2 separate regions of the Mus musculus genome follow, and region 2 is linked to region 1. A link is a contact called in public promoter capture Hi-C data. All regions are on one chromosome and are shown on one strand. The core of a region is the stretch at or near the end of the contact, and the rest is flanking DNA. Distances in the headings are between cores, read along the strand shown. Region 1 has its middle 83 kb from the start of Gm51411. Region 2 holds the start of Jakmip3 (janus kinase and microtubule interacting protein 3).

Region 1 (4,822 bases), core at 872-3,371:
AGCTAGAAATGATCACAATAGAAACAGCTACAGAGGGTAGCTATGGAGACGGAGAGGGCACCGAAGAACCACAGGCTGCAGGAGTATTGTCCAAGCAGTGAAGATTGACACAGGAAGCCCCATCCTCAGTGGCTAGGGGATGAATCTATGATCTGAGTATATGCAGCGTCTGATAGTGTAGATTCTGAGATCAGCGGATGACCCAATTTCTGACATCATCTATGTGCCATGAGGTTCACTGCCAGCCACATTGGGAACAAAGCTGTGGCAGAACTAGAACACTCAGCTTCCACACCCTTATCTTTTCAATAGAGTGTCGCATCTCATTGGGATTTGAAAGCACCAGGACTGGTCATCCTGTGCAGATCTCAGTCCTCTGTTTGTTGCCCCCAGTCTCCAATACCCACAGAACCATCCTTGGCTAGAGTGTTAGCTACTCCAAGGTCTACAAATTGGGGGATCGTCACAAACATGAGAGAACCAGCCCCCACAAAGTCAAGTGTGGTCAGCAAGGCTGCTGCTATCCAACAGAGGAAGTCTAAAAGGAAGATAGTCTGGCAGGTACCTAATACCTGCTGCACCCATGATGAGCAACATTCTGAGTCTTAGGGAAGACAAGGATCTCTGACTTCAGAGGAATCCAACATGCCCCATGCAGATGACTTCAGCTTTAGATGGCCCAGGAAGGAGGTGGCGCCAAATGTCACCATCATTGTTACTTGTGCTTTGCCCTTTTATCTTTTAGTAGCTTTCAGTAGTATGTTGATGGGCAGCTTTTAAGAAGCTTTGTGGATTTACTTCTCATTCTGCTTCTAACATTTACCTAATTGCATTTGTGTATTTTTGTACAAGCTTTGTCACTAGCAAGAAAACAGACGACTTGGACGACTGTGGCTTGAAAATGCAATGCCCCCCAGAGACTTGTGTGTTTGAACACACAGTCTCTTGCTCATGGTGTTGTGTGTGGAATTTGTGAGCCCCTTAGGAAGTGGAGTCTTAACTGGAGGAAGTAGCTCAATGGAGGTGGGCCTTCCGGATTTATAGGCAGGTTCCACTTTCTTTTCTCTCTCTACTTCCTGACTGCTGCTGCAGTGTGACCAGTTGAGCTTACACTTCTGTCTTTCCCGACATGATGGACATGATCCTCTGGAACTGTAAGCCAGAATAAATCTTCCATTAAGTTGTTTTGGCTTGAGTGTTTTCTCATAGCAACTGAAGGAAAACTAAGACAATGACTCAAAGCCAGGCCTCTCTCCAACCCTAGTAGCTTTTTGAGGAGAAAGAGGGCGGAACACATAGACATACAGATCCACTTAATGAAAAGTCCTAGATTTATGGGCCTTTGAAAGGCATATTTTGTAAATCCCTTTACTGGGAACTGAAGTGAAAATAGAGGAGACTCCGAAGACTCCTGTTAGATCAACAGCAGAGCCGGGGACCAGGAAGGAGCAGAAGTCTACCTTTGACCTGCTTTTCCCCCGTGACATCAATTGGTCATTTGAAAAAGAACCTCCCCTGGAAGGAAGTGCTTTTCCTGGTACTTTCCTCAGGAAAAAGAGAGGCAATGGCAAGCCCAGCCCTCTGGTGTTCTGATAGACAGGGGTAATTGAGATATGAGACGCGCATAGGTGTCCTATTCTCATTATCCTGAGGCCAGAGTCACCTGGTCTCTGAGAATTTCCAGGGTACCTCAAGGCATCAGACATCTACTGAAAACATACTCAGGACCACAATCCTTCCATCTCAACTGGCCATGACCTCCAGAGGTCACACATCTGTCCTAGGAGCTACATGCATTTCCTCTCTTCCACATGGCAATGGACCCAGAGTCATGCCACAGTTGGGATATGAACTCTCACAGGGTCAAGTACACCAACATCTTCTTTAAATAATAAGAAGATTCACATATGCATGTCATCCTGCCTTCTGGCCCCATGTTACTTCATGTACAGCTCCATAGACATTTGTAGCCTCCCTCAGCCTTGAGCAGGCTGGCTCAGACCTGTTCTGCCACTGTGAACAAGACCAACTAGGGTGGAGTCTTCTGACCTAGATAGGTCTATTGTTCTGCCACCTGTGCTCTTCTCCAAGCAGCCACTACCTGCTGAGAGGCTGAAACCTTTCTTCCTGAGATAAGCAACACCCTGGACCAAGTGCTGGAAGGCTGGCGACAAAGCATCAAAAGCCTGGTGTTGTGGGGGATGGGCCTTCCCCCTTTATAAGCTCAGACTCTTAAGTAAACATTGGGCCTTGATCAGAAAATTTTGTCTTGGTCTCATTATTTCTCTTGCCGTCAATTCTCCATATAGCCCCAGCCTACCTTTCAAGAACCTGGTTTGTGTGGCCACAGACAGCCACAGACATTAGCCTCTCAGGCAAAAGACCACAAGAGGTCTCCAGGCCCAGAGTACTTCCCAGATAGTGGTATTTTAGATGTTGGTTCAGCACTCCTCAAAGCTTATGGAGTAGGGATACGGTATCCTGGAAGGAGTTTTGGGATGGGGTGGGGGTGGGGGAGGGTCAATCACAGCATTAGAAAGATAAATCATTTTGAACAGGTACCAGATCCTTTTAAAAGGTGGTGGAGCCATCTAATCCTCATCTGGGGTCCCTAGAAGGAAACCTTAAGACAAATACTTGAGTGCTGAGCTTGTGCCAGGAATATGATTCCAAGAAGTACTTGCTGAGAGGGGAGGAGACAGCAGGACAGTGAGCTGGGATTAGATAAAATAATACAGCGTCACTAGTAGTTAATTGCAGACAACAATGCTTAATGGGAAGCTCTGACATCCCACAGAAAGTATAGAGTCTAAAGCCACATACCCGGAGACAAAGGAATGTGGGTCCTTGTGTTGTTTAGTTAGTTAGTAGCAGAAGAATTCCCTAGGGAGATGAATGAGATCAAGGATTGTTGGGAAACACAGCTATTAAAGACTCAGTCTACCATGACCAAGGTTGGTACAAAATGGAGGACCTCTTTTTTCAGTGGGGCTTCTTCTTCTCCACTTGACCTTATCTGAGGAGTCTGACCCCACATCCTCTACCTGAGGAATGTCGCATAGTCCTTGGTGAAATCATAGGTTCAACTCCCTTTCCCCTGGAGGGGAAGGCCCTGCCTAACAAGCACCTGGAGTTCCTCTCCATGCAAATGAGGTATTCCCAGTACCTTAAGCCTCAGCCAATGAACATTCACCCCAAAAAAGAACCTCTTCCCACTCTCCAAGGTTTATATAGCCCTTGTTCACACTGAATAACGAATCCAAGCTTTCACCAGATATTGTCTAAGAGAGCTGTTTCACTGAATATCACCCATAAGAGCTGTAGCACTGAAATCCTTGGAGAAGACCTTCTCCTACCCGAGGCTCCACTCCATCCTCTTACCCTGATCACCCCGAGGGAGGAAGCAGAACTCAGAACCACAAAGTATGCCCTGGTGTCAGAAATAGCCCTTAGGTAAGGGGATAGAGGCTCCAAAACTGGATATAGGGCTGAAAGACAGAAATCCAGACATTGCCTGGCTTCCCCCAATGTCTACAGTGTTCAATGATGGCCAAAGAGGCCATGGTCACCGGTACCCATCAAAACGCCAAAATAACCCCCATGAAGCCAAGTAGGAGATGAAGAGACTTCATAATACTTCACTATATCAATGAAGTGGGGAGGACACCAAATAGGTTTGTGGTGGCAGCTGCATCTTGGCCTCCCTCTGACTGTCCCCTCAGGGCAGAACAGAAAGCCCACCTCATCAGACCCACTTCCTGTCATCAGGCTGAGTGACATCTCTGACTCAAAGATATCATTGCTTATAAACAAAATGGTTCAGGAGATCTACAAAAGCACACACTGGGGCAAACATGTACACCCCCATTTCTCTAAGTGGCTTTATGTCAGTCACGATGGTGTGACTTAATCTCTGAGACTGCAGGCGTTCTCTGTTTGGGGTTGAATTGTGTCTTCTGAGAATTCAGGTGTATACCTTCTAACTTTGGCACCTCAGAGTGTGACTGTGCTTAGAGATGAGTATCCTCCTAAGAAGAGAATCACACAGAAGGAAGAACAGGTGGGGATATATGGAGCACATGGGGACAAACACTGTCTACTAGCCAAGGTGTCTTAGTTTGGGTTTCTAGTGCTATGAAGAGACACCATGACCATAGCAACTCTTTTAAAGGAAAGCATTTCACAGGAACTGGCTTAGAATTCAGAGTGTAGCTCTCACTGGGAGAGTGTCAGAATAAGCCTTCACCATGACCCCTAGCAGTTGCCATTCAGGGCTGGACTGCAGCATGAAGCAAGGGCAAACTACTCAAGGGGAAGAAGTAACTGGTCTCTCATGGTGACTGTGCACCTTAAGTGAATATACCTACTGCATGTGTACATGCTCAGGGTGAGACGTCAGCACTGATTGGAACTGCCACTGTATCCCAACAGCTGGAAACTTTGATTGCTCGCGTGCGTGCGTGCCTGCCTGCCTGTCTGTGTTTAAGGTCAACAATGTTATTGAGTACAGCAATTTTGGTTATGTTTCGGTTAATTTAGCCATTTTTCCCCCCTTCAATCTGCCTCATTCTGGTGTGTGAGGGCTGTACTTGATGTAAGGCGTGGTGCCGCCTCCAGTGAGTGATGGTGGGGGTGGTCATGTACCTTGCAGAAAAAGCAAATGGACAGAAGCAGCTGTGGCTAGAACCCCATTCCTGCGTGTGTAACCTACTCTTCTAGGATGGGCCCACCACTTGTATGAAGTGTTTCCCTATGGGTGATCATTTGTTCAACTCAGACTCAATGAGGATGTAGAAATGGCCTTGTGCTAGTTTTGTTTCAC
Region 2 (4,822 bases), core at 1,052-3,551, 1.4 Mb after region 1:
AACCTGTCATTAGCAATGCCCTGCTAGCAAACAAATCAAACTTGGTCCATTGTAGCCAATGAAACTGAGAGAGCTTGTGATTTTTCAAATGTATCTATGATTTAGGTATTCAAACCACCTAATAAACCATAAAAGTACATGACTGTTTCCAGGATTTCAAGGTTAGCTCAGTTGTATAGCAAGTTCAAGGTCAGCCTGGGCTACATGGAAATCTGTCTCAAATTAAAAGTAAAGGAGCTTGGTATGGCGGCTCCTGGCTCTTTTTTTTTTTTATATCAGCACCACTTGAGAGGTGTAGGCAAGGAGGTCAGAAATTGAGTATCAGAGGTGCAGTGGTGGCGCATGCCTTTAATCCCACCACTTGGGAGGCAGAGGCGGGTAGAGTTCTGAGTTCGAGGCCAGCCTGGTCTACAGAGTGAGTTCTAGTACAGCCAGGGCTATACAGAGAAACCCTGCCTCGAAAAACAAACAAACAAACAAACAAACAAACAAAAATTAAGTATTATCCTCAGCTACTTTTAAGTTCTAGGCCAGTTTGGCTACACTAGACCCTGTCATAAACAGAAGATTTCTCTGGGGCACATCTTCATCTGGTGGCACAGGCAGCATCCCTCTGAATGCACTTGTTGTCCTGCTCCCCTCCTGGTCCTCCCACCTGCAGTAGTTTTGTGGAAAGGTCGCTAAAAACAAGTTGGCTGAGGCACACAAAGTAGGGCCAGGGTACAGACAATTCTGCCTGGGAGGTTGGCACAGGCTCAAAGACACATGGCAGCACCCGAGCTCTGCACCTGGTCTGTACCGTGGCCCCAACCCGTACCTCCGGGAGCCAGCCATGAGTTGTCTTCACTGGGACAGACCCTTATTTTGGATATGATTTTCATTTTCAGTCCACTGATCTCACATTGGTATTATCAGTTAGAGACCTGTTACTTGGAGATCCCATCACCCGACACGTGCCTCCCACCCCCGACCCACTTGCAGCTCTGTGTGTGTACATGCGCATGCGCGTGCGTGCGTGCGTGCTGGCTGTGTGATGTAGTCTGCCGGATGGTGGTCTACCTGAGGAGCTCTTCGCTCCAGTACTCACCCTCTCTCTGCATCTATCTATCCTGTCATCCAACCCTCAGAACTCACTCTGTCAGGTGAAGGCCCACCCAGACAGAATACCTATATGTTTTGTGAAGTTTCTTGTTATTCTGTGCTCAGTCTCCCATGTTCTTGGATTAGAGGCACGCACCACAATGTCTGGATGTGACAGTTACCTTTAATTGTCTTTTGGCACAACCTAGACAGAGTCACCTCGGAAAAGAGTCTCACTGAGAGATTGTCTACATGGGGCAGTCTTGTGAGCATTTCTGTGAGGATGTAATAAATTAATGTGAGAAAACCCAGCCCCATGTGGGTGGTACCATTCTCTAGGCAGAGGGACACCCCCAACCCCAAAGTGAAGAAATGGGAGTTGAACACAAGCGAATAAGCAAGTGAGAGCATGCGCTTCTCTCGGCTCTTGACTGCAGATATATGTAACTAGTTGTTTGAAGTTCCTGCCTTGACTTTCCCACAATGATAGACTATAACCTGGAATTGCATGCTGGAATATACTTATTTGTTCCCTGAGTTGCTTTTCGTCTTGGACTTTAATACAGCAGTAGAAATGAAACTAGAACACACGATCACAGGACAAAACAAACAAACAAACAAACAAAGTGAGGGAACAGAGTGCTGAGATACAGGTTTTAGGCAGAGCTCTTGACCCTAGGTTCTATGTCCAGTATCAGAAGGGGAGGGGGCAAAGAGAAGCAGGGAGGACAGAACTCTGAATGTTGGGGTCCGGGATAACATTTGTTTGCTGAAGCCTGAAAAAAACGTTTCTCTCCCTACAGAGCCCTGGAAAGCAGCTTTTGGAGCCGGGAAGCAAAGGGTTAAGGGTTGGGACACCCACGTGCAACTCGCGGGCGCTGCTCATGGCTGCTCACATCCAGCACGCAATGAGGGTGAGTGATTCCTACCACGGATAGTCCCTCGTAGGCGCGTGGCCCTGGGCGACCCGCAGGCACATTTAACCTGGATGGCTTTTAGATCCCCACACAGCACAGCGGGACCCTCTAAACCACCAGGGTCATCTTCGGCAATGTCATTTCTTACTTTAACGGACCCAGGACTTATTTCTTAAAGGAATAAGCGCAACGATCTGGGGAAGCCAAGGGGCGGGCGACGCTGGGCCGGCGCCGGCTGGAGCGCCTGCAGGGGCGGGCCGGGGTTCGGGGCGCTGCCCGTGGTGACGCGCGGCCCCCGCCCGCCGCAGCGCCACTGCGATGGCTGAGCCCGACCGTCGGACGCCGCCGCCCGAAGCCTGATCGAGGGGAACCTTGGTGAGCAGCGGTGCGATCCTCAGGATCCCACGCATCCCACAGTTGACCTGGGAGGGGATGAGGGACGCGCTTTGCAGGGCTCCTTACGCTCCACCCGCTCCTGGCACTGAATATTCAGGGCTGGCGGATGCCCTGCGCTGCGGGCTGTAGGTGGCTTGGGGTGCCGGGGATGACACCGGAATGGAGCAAGGTGGTGACGCCCAGGGTGGCGGAGATAGCACGGGAATAGAAAAGGGTGGCGATGCCCAGGGTGTATGGGGATGGCGCAGGGTAGCGACTCTTGGGGTGGCGCCGGGATGGAGCGGGATGGCACGGGGATGGAGCAGGGTGGCGGGGCTTGCTCGACTCTCCCTGGTGATCCGGGGTCCGGAGGCCTTGCCCGAGTTGGGGTGTTTGCCTCTCTGGGAGATTTCTCGCGTTCCACTGGCAATTTATTTCACTGCACCGGTTTCCCGCGGTGTGCGGGAGCAGGGCCAGCCCAGCGCAGGCCTAGGGAGCTGCCGGTGACGCTGCGCTGGGTGTGGACGCGCAGGTGCGCCGCCGCCGCCGCTGCCGCTGCCGCTGGGGACTCGTCGTCTTCACAGTACCTCCTCCAGGATGGTGCTGCCAGGCCTTTTAGATTTTTAATTTTGGGGCAGATGGTTTAAATTTTTCCCGTGTTCCCGTTTCCGGGATGAACGCACAGCAGTGGGATCTATGCTGAGGATATGCAAGGCCACCGAATTACCATTTACTTGCGTTTGGGAGTTGGTGAGAGGACGCTGGCCTGGGCACTTTTCTTAGGAAAAGGACCTGCCTATCCATTTGACCTTGCCTACTTAAAAAAGAAAATGTTAGGGTTTTTAAAAAGGCAAAAATCAAAAAAACAAAAAAACCAAACCTTCTGCTTCCCAGCTAGATTCAGGCTTCCTCCACAAGATGGTGAAATGTGCAGAGCCCTCTTTGCCGACTGCCTGCAAATACAGCTAAGCCGGCAGTGAAGCCAGTGGTGACTCAGATCTGGGCGCTCTCTGCAGAACAGCAGGACACCAGAAAAGGCTCTGGCCTTGGTTGTGGGGCCCAAACTAGAGAACAGAGTTGCGGGAGTGGGTACTTCCAGCTTGCTCTGTAGGTGGAGTGAAGAAGGCCAGGGTCCTCTTTCCACCAAGGTACCCAATTAATACACCGAGAACAAGGCCCTCTTGGCCCTCTTTTCTCAGGAAGCCAACGTGTGGTTGTGAATTTAAACCCTTAGAGCAATAGCCTGCAGTATTTCACTCTACACTGGTGGGGCTAGGAGTCTGGTTCACCAAGCTTTGAGGCACACCAACACGGAAGACATTAGAGTGTTTTCTGCAGGAAGAGCATTGGCCAAGCCCACACGGTTCCAAGTGGTTTCTGTGCCTGAGGACCTGTGTCCCCTTCCCGGGGGTTGCCCTGGCAGAACCAAGTTGTGTGGCTGTAAGGAAATACCATAACCACTGGTCTAACCTTAGCTTAAAAGAGAATCGTCAGCCATACATAAGCCACCATAGCTTGTTCAAAAAAATTGGTAAGTAAACGGTGTGATTTGGAAAGGAGAAAGTGGATGTTGGCTGAGTCCTGATGGAACAGAGAACCTGTCACTAATGGCCTTTGCTGCCCTGCCTCTCCTGTTTCTCATAAGAATCTCCCACCCACAACCTGACCCTAGTGGCAGCTGATGGCAGTCAGCCAGCCAGTTCAAGGTCTGAGGTTTGGGCACCAAAGTTTGTATTCTTTGTGATTTCAAAATCCAGGAGAATGAAAAAAAAAAGCTATAATAATTCAAAAGGTATTGCTGGATGTGGTGGCTCACACCCCCTGGAGTTTGAGGCAGGAGGATTGCTTTGAGTTCAGGCTGGGCTATATAGTATGTTCTGGACCTACATGGTGTCCAGAATATGATCGTGCCACAATACTAAATATGTCTTGGGCTACAGACTAGGACCTTGTCTTGATAATGAAATCAGTAAAACTTGTTATTACGTGAAGTGAAAAGATAAAAAGGAACTCTGTCATAAGCAGCACTGTAGGCGCCGTCCTGTTTCCCTTACGGGAGGCGGCTTCACATGAATCTTTCGCCATCACCTCGCCTAGGTCTCTAGTGAGAGCAGCATGGCCTTCTCCATCAGAACAACCAGATGGGCTCTTCTTCTATTTTTGCCTTTATTACGGCAGGTGAGAGCACTCTTCAGGATGTCTGTCCTCTTAACAGATTCTAAGTATAATGGCTTCGGTGTGAAACATCTCCCACGGGCTCCTGTGTGAACATCTTGTCCTCAGAGCCCCAGCCGCCATGCCTCCCCCAACCCTCCCCACCCCTTTGCTGTGAAACTGAACTACAATAAAATCACCCCTCCCTTAAGTCCCCCTTGGCTTAGTACTGGGTGGCAGCAATGAGAAAAGCCGCACACAAAGCTCACAATACTTCCAGTGTCAATCATGGACGA

What was found. Promoter capture Hi-C pulls out the DNA fragments that hold promoters and counts their contacts.
Region 2: a promoter capture Hi-C map of embryonic stem cells shows a contact between it and region 1, with 7 times the contacts expected there. The contact joins the promoter of Jakmip3 here to the enhancer-like site in region 1. A contact is called at or near these places in 4 of 39 promoter capture datasets (embryonic stem cells, hippocampal neurons and liver) and 1 of 115 datasets of contacts at active chromatin or transcription factors (stem cell-derived neural progenitor cells).

What each region holds. Positions count from the first base shown.
Region 1 is chr7:137,568,275-137,573,096 of GRCm38.p6, forward strand. No RefSeq gene overlaps it. Among named protein-coding and RNA genes, the nearest start is that of Gm51411, 83 kb to the right of the region's middle. Within about 2 kb of position 2,122, at least 10 of the 459 cell types and tissues checked have an H3K27ac peak or open chromatin away from gene starts, as enhancers often do. A contact at or near this core is called in embryonic stem cells, where this site is marked.
Region 2 is chr7:138,938,429-138,943,250 of GRCm38.p6, forward strand. It overlaps Jakmip3 (janus kinase and microtubule interacting protein 3), which reads left to right and starts at 2,302. Exons shown (of 20, transcript NM_028708.2): 1 at 2,302-2,372.